Linked DNA regions of Sus scrofa: region 2 is linked to region 1. A link is a contact called in public HiChIP or PLAC-seq data. All regions are on one chromosome and are shown on one strand. The core of a region is the stretch at or near the end of the contact, and the rest is flanking DNA. Distances in the headings are between cores, read along the strand shown. Region 1 holds the start of PDXP (pyridoxal phosphate phosphatase). Region 2 holds the start of GGA1 (ADP-ribosylation factor-binding protein GGA1).

The links. HiChIP or PLAC-seq counts read pairs in DNA pulled down with a chosen protein or histone mark.
Region 2: an H3K27ac HiChIP or PLAC-seq map of alveolar macrophages shows a contact between it and region 1. The contact joins the promoter of GGA1 here to the promoter of PDXP in region 1. A contact is called at or near these places in 3 of 5 promoter capture datasets (fetal skeletal muscle, liver and skeletal muscle), 11 of 47 Hi-C or Micro-C datasets (adipose tissue, alveolar macrophages, blood and 7 more) and 2 of 2 datasets of contacts at active chromatin or transcription factors (alveolar macrophages and skeletal muscle).

What each region holds. Positions count from the first base shown.
Region 1 is chr5:10,168,113-10,171,070 of Sscrofa11.1, reverse strand. It overlaps PDXP (pyridoxal phosphate phosphatase), which reads left to right and starts at 1,345. Exons shown (of 2, transcript XM_021091503.1): 1 at 1,345-2,185. The coding sequence starts at 1,612.
Region 2 is chr5:10,212,042-10,215,169 of Sscrofa11.1, reverse strand. GGA1 (ADP-ribosylation factor-binding protein GGA1) reads left to right here and starts at 1,340. Exons shown (of 19, transcript XM_021091505.1): 1 at 1,340-1,775. The coding sequence starts at 1,733.

The DNA.
Region 1 (2,958 bases), core at 96-2,595:
AATATAATTAGAGTCAAGGGTTGTGGCACTGGGAGCCCATGTTAGCCCACTTAGGGGCAAGCCATTTAACCCAGACTGGCATGGGTTAAATGGTATGTATGTATATGCAAGTGTGTGTGTGTGTGTGTGTGTGTGTGTGTGTGTAAGGTGGATGTCAAGAAGGCTTCCTGGGAGTTCCCACTGTGGTGCAATAGGATAAAGGCGTCTTGGGAGCAATAGGACACAGGTTCAATCCCTGGGCCGGCACTGCGGGTTAAGGATCTGGCATTGCTGCAGTGGTGGCTTAAGTTGCAACTATGGCTCAAATCTGATCCCCGGGCCCAGGAATTCCATATGCCACCAGGTAGCCAAAAACGGGGGGGAAAGAAAAAGGAAAAAAGAGGGCTTCCAGGAGAAGGTGATATTGAGGGGGGGGAGTCTTTCAGGAGCTGGCCAGGTAAAAAAAGAAAAGAAGGAAGAATATTCTGAGCTGAGGAGACCAGCTATGCAAAGGCCAGGAGCAAAAGTCCAGGGCGCTGGGGAGCAAGAACTGTCAGCCTCAGAGCCTGAGTGACAGGATGTGGCTTTTCCCAGGTCTTTGAAGCTTCATTTGCTCCTGAGGGTCAGACAGGTCTTCAGAGCCCTCTCAGAGGTTGGCAGACAATCTCAGAATTGTGTGACACATCCCTCCCCTAGTAAGGACCTAGGCAGCCAGGTCCTATCTCCGCCCTGGGCAACTGGCCACTGCTGCTCTGTCTCCCCTCTCCAGGGTCCACCGGTGACCGGCTGCCTCTAGCCCAGTGCCTCTCTGGCCTCACGACAGAATCCCTGAGTAATTTTTTCGTTAATTTTTTTTTTTTTAAAGCTGGGCCTCATCCAAAGCAATTAAGCTAACAATTCTGAGGTCCTGCCACACATTGGTATTTTTTAAAACGTTTGTCAAAAGTCATCGAACTGCACAGTTAAGACCTACGCATCTTGCTGGGCGGAAATTATATCTCAAAAAAAAAAAAAAAAATTCCATTCTCCAGGGGACTCTTCGGCCAGGGTGGAAAGCCACTGGTCTAGGCCAAGGGCTCCAGCGTCCGAGAGGACACCATGTGCCACTCTCCCCAGCACACCTACCCGCTTCTCAGGACTTCGCTCGGAACTAGAGCGTCCACGGGTCAGAGGGCAATGAGATTTGACCCAAAGATAACATCTTTAGCATCTATTTTCCTCCTAGCAACCAGCTGTCTTAAGCTTCTGATTGGCTGGGCAAACGCGGCGGGCTAGTTTCTAGTCCTAACTTCTTATTGGGCAAAAGGAGTGTCAGTCTCTGAGCTTCCCACCCTCCTGTTGGGCAGAAGCTCCACGGCTGCTCGCCCAACGGAGCAAGGGGAGGGACGAAAGAGCAGGCTAGGCCTTTATTAGTCCTCTTGCCTCGGTGGCGGCCGTAATTCCGCTCTTTTCTTCGGCTGGGTTAGCTCGCAGTCCCTCTGCTCCCGAGACTCGCCCTCGGTGACCCCGCCCCCTGGCTCTTCCAGCGCGCCGATTGGCAGGTGGCGGGGACTGGTTGGCTGCGAGGCGAGCGCGCCGTGCCCGTGGAAAGAGAGCGGCGCGGCGCGGGCGTGCGGGCAGCCACCCGGCTGCATGGCGCGCTGCGAGCGGCTTCGCGGCGCGGCCCTGCGCGACGTGCTGGGCCGGGCGCAGGGGGTCCTGTTCGACTGCGACGGGGTGCTGTGGAACGGCGAGCGCGCTGTGCCGGGCGCCCCGGAGCTGCTGGAGCGCCTGGCGCGGGCTGGCAAGGAGGCGTTCTTCGTGAGCAATAACAGCCGGCGCGCGCGGCCCGAGCTGGCCCTCCGCTTCGCGCGCCTCGGCTTCAGGGGGCTGCGCGCCGAGCAGCTCTTCAGCTCCGCACTGTGCGCCGCGCGCTTGCTGCGCCAGCGCCTGCTCGGGCCTCCGGACACGCAGGGCGCGGTATTCGTGCTGGGCGGCGAGGGGCTGCGGGCCGAGCTGCGCGCCGCGGGGCTGCGCCTGGCGGGGGACCCCGGCGAGGACCCGGGCGCGGCCCCGCGCGTGCGCGCCGTGCTGGTGGGCTACGACGAGCACTTCTCCTTCGCCAAGCTGAGCGAGGCCTGCGCGCACCTGCGCGACCCCGACTGCCTGCTGGTGGCCACCGACCGCGACCCGTGGCACCCGCTCAGCGATGGCAGCCGGACCCCAGGTGAGCGCGGGTCTGGCAGGGAAACTGAGCTGGGGCGCGGCCTGCGGTTTCACCTCTAGGCCTAGGGGTGAGCGGAGGGGAAGGGCGGCCCCAGGTGACAGGTGGCGAGCGGGAGGGATGTGAGGATGTCCCCCAGGATGCTTTCATGTCCACATCTGGTGATTCTTGCAGCCTGTGAAGGGCAGCCCTGGGGTCTCCCTTTGACAAATGAGGAAACCGAGGCCCACTGTGGATCAGGGAGCTGCAGACAGAATCCAGGGCTCCGACTCCCTGGATTAGGAACCCAAGCCTTCTTGAACCATCTTCAGGGGCTCATTTTGCCCCACTCGTCGTCGGGGTGAGGTCGGAGAGTTGGGGATAAGGTGTGGAAGAACTGGACTGTTGGAACACGTTTCCAGGGGCAGGTTGAAGGCAGGTGGGTGGGGAGCCCGAGGTGGATGGAGTTTGACCTGAGTTCCACTTCCAGCTCCAAGGCTCTGTAATCTTTTTGAGTTATGTAACCTTGGAGCATCTCTACACTGGGTGTAAAGTGGGAATACTAAACATGGCAGTTTCATGGAGAGAGTGATCAGGGGAATGTCTGTTACATAGTAGGTGCTCAGATGATGCCAATTTTATCAGGAGCCTTCTCATGTTACAGAGTTGTGTGAAGCGCCTTGGTATCTGTTATTTAGTTTCAAAATTACTCTGGAGATGGAAGTTATTGTCCCATTTTTTAGTTAAACAAACTGAGGCTAAGAGGAGGGAAGTGAGCTGCCCAAGAGCAAGAGGAC
Region 2 (3,128 bases), core at 91-2,590, 44 kb before region 1:
GGAGCCAACCTGCGCCACAGCTGCAACCGGAGCCAAAACAGTGACAACCCCGAATCCTTAACCCACTGAGCCGCCAGGAAACACCTCAATGCGTGTTGATTGAACACTTATGTGCCAGTTATTCTTTCAAGCCTTGAGGATACATCGATGAACCAAATAGATGAAATTCCTCGTCCTCACAGAGCTTACCTTCCAGTGGGGGCAAGAGACAAAAGACACGATGAAGAAAAGAAGTAATCAGTGGAGACAGGTGCTAAGGAGAAAAGTTCAGCCGAGACAGTGAGTGGGGAGCCTGTGTTGGGGGGATTCACTTAGCAAACACTGGTTCACTGAATTCTAACAAGAATGATTCAGATGGGAAGTCTTGAGATCCAAGGAGGCTAAGTGACTTGTCCTAGGGCAGTTTGGAAAGCAGCGAGGTCAGAATTTGAACCCTGGTCAAATCTCTGCTCTCTTTAAAACGTGACCCTGGACAGACTGCATGTGCCCCTAAATCAGTGCGGTAAATGTATTATTTCTGTAACAATTCATGTCACAGTAATAAAAGAAACAAACGAAAAGAGCTCTAAGTACATATTATGTTACAGCTTTTATTGAGGAATGCAATAAACATACATATCACTTTCCTGTATAATTTTAATGGTTTGTGGGGGAGAGTTGAGAAAAGCATCTCGGTTTGCTGAATAGTTGAGTTTAGGGGAAAAACTGACCCAAGCACATGCCTCTCAAACTCCCTGATGAGGTCACCTCGGTTCTGCAAGGTGAATCGAGGTCGCTTGCGAAGGCAACGGCTGAGCAGAACCGGATTCGCCAGATTCCCTTTAACCCTCCAGGAGACAGGGAGGCTCCCGAGCACACCACGGGTCAGTTCCCCGGAAGGCCGCCAGGGGGCGACAGAAGGAAACGGACCCAGGTGAGCTCGTGACGTGCCCCGGGGCCTGGAAACTGCGGGGTGCATGAAATGATCTCAGAATGAATGCAGGAGATAGCACGGGGTTCGGGCTTTGCCACTTGTGTGACCTCAAACGATCCGGTTCATTGGTTTGTTGTGAGGAGTAAATAGAAAAATGTGTAAAAGTTCTCAAAGGAGTTCCCTGGTGGCTTAGCCGGCTAAGGATCCCCTGTTGTCACTGCTGTGGCGCAGGTTCAATACCTAGCCTGGGAATTTCCACATGCTTTGGACGCAGCCAAGGGGGAAAAAAAAAGTGCTTAAAACGATGCTTGGACAACTGTAAACACTCAATAAACTTTAACGGCCCAAGTAAGTCGTTGCCCTTTTAAGGCCCCGCCATGTTTACATCTAAGCGGAAATACCCGCTCAGGATTCCGGAAGTGACCTAAGAGCCCCTCAAAAAGATGGCGGTGGAACGTTCGGCCGGAAGCGGTCACAAGCGTTTTCGTGACGCGAAACGAATTAGAGCGTCCCGCGGGGTTTCCATGGTGCAGCTCTCAGCCCCGAGTCCTTCTGCTTCCTCTCCGGCCTGAGCGCTGTGGACGAGGAGGCCGGCAACCCGTTCCTCCCCCCGCAGTCGCCGCTTAGGGGAGGGGTTGGGCGAGCAAGTGACGCTCTAGGCGAGTAGTTCTCGTCTCTATGGTGCTGAATGCTCTCACGCTCCGCTCTCGCGCGTTGGGACGGACGTTGCCCCTTTAATCGGCCGAGGGCGGTGCCGAGGAGGTCCCGCGAGAGCGGCGGGGGGCGGGGGGCGGTGCCGAGGCTGGGGGCCCGTGGCGGATGGAGCCCGCGATGGAGCCGGAGACTCTGGAGGCGCGAATCAGTGAGTGTCCGGGAGGGGCGCGGGCCGGACCGGAACCGGAACCAGGGGCACTAGGCGGGCCCCTTCCCGACGGAGGCGGGGTACGGGGCGCCCCCTCCTCACGCCCCGCCCCCGGCCCGGGGAGGGACGGTGTCCCAAGCCGGTACCTCAGACTCTGGGTTGAATAGAGACCCCAGCAGGTGCGCGGACTGGCGACGCGAGCGGGCGCCGCCTACCCTTCCGATCCGAGGGCAGCGACCCCCAGGGAGGAGTGAGCTGCGCCCCTCTCTGTGCCCAGAACCTCCGGGATGGAGAAAGCAGCCTCCAACCCCCTCGGGCCCAGACTTCAACGCGGAACGGACGCCCTAGTCTTTCCAAGGAGCCCGGGATGGTAGCAAGCGAGCAGCCCCTGGGGCTGAACCTCAGACCCAAGAGGGAGGGATCCTGCTCCCCTGGAACCCCGAATCCTCCGCTTTCTGACGCTGCATGCGTGACTCGCTCCTATCCATTCCTTGAGCTTGCATCTCCGCTCAGATTTGCTCGTTCCCCCACCCAGGAAGGGAGGGTCCACTAACCCATGAGAGCCCCCGAGTTCTGGCCACATAGTGAGAAACCCCTAAACCCTACAGGTTTGAGTCCGGTCTCAGACTCCAGAAGTAATTTCAAGGTCTCTATCCCTGCCCTCAACCCAGCCCCTTGGCTTCTGCACCCTCACCAGACTCCTTTCCCAGCCCTCTCCTGGCTTCCTCCAAATGCCTCTGCATCCCCTCCTGTGTCTCTTCCTAATACCTGGCTTTCAGAGTATCAGCCGCTACACGGTCCACCTGACCTCCCTATCCCACACTACAGAAGCTTTTCAGCTCTCACAACCCCTCAAAGCATGGCTTGCTTCTCCCCGGGCTGGTGACAGCTCCCTCTCAAGTCTTTCTTCCTGTTGGGCCCACATCTGCCACAGGACCTCGGGGCAGCCTCTGCTCAGGTCTACCTTCAGTTCAGCCTCCTGGCCTCAGGCACACCAGGGAGCTGCCCAGGGTGTTGGGGGGCTATGATCAGCCCCTTTGAAGCCAGTCTTGTGCAGAGTTGAGTTCTGAGGTTGGTCCCAGAATCACACTGTCTCCAGCGGAGGGGGAGGGCCTGGAAAGGAAGCACTCAGCGGCCATCGAGACTGTTCTGGAACGCCACAAGTGTCCAGGTCACAGCAATAACTGGGGGGGATGGGCAGGGCCCTGGTTGATAGATCTGACCGCCGCAGGCCTTGGGCTGTGGCTGATACAAAACCAGTGTCAGGTTGAGCAGCAGTGGGGATTTTCTGCAGGGTCAGAGGATCTGATCTGAGGAACAGACAGGAGTCAGGGCACACAGGTTTGGCAGGAG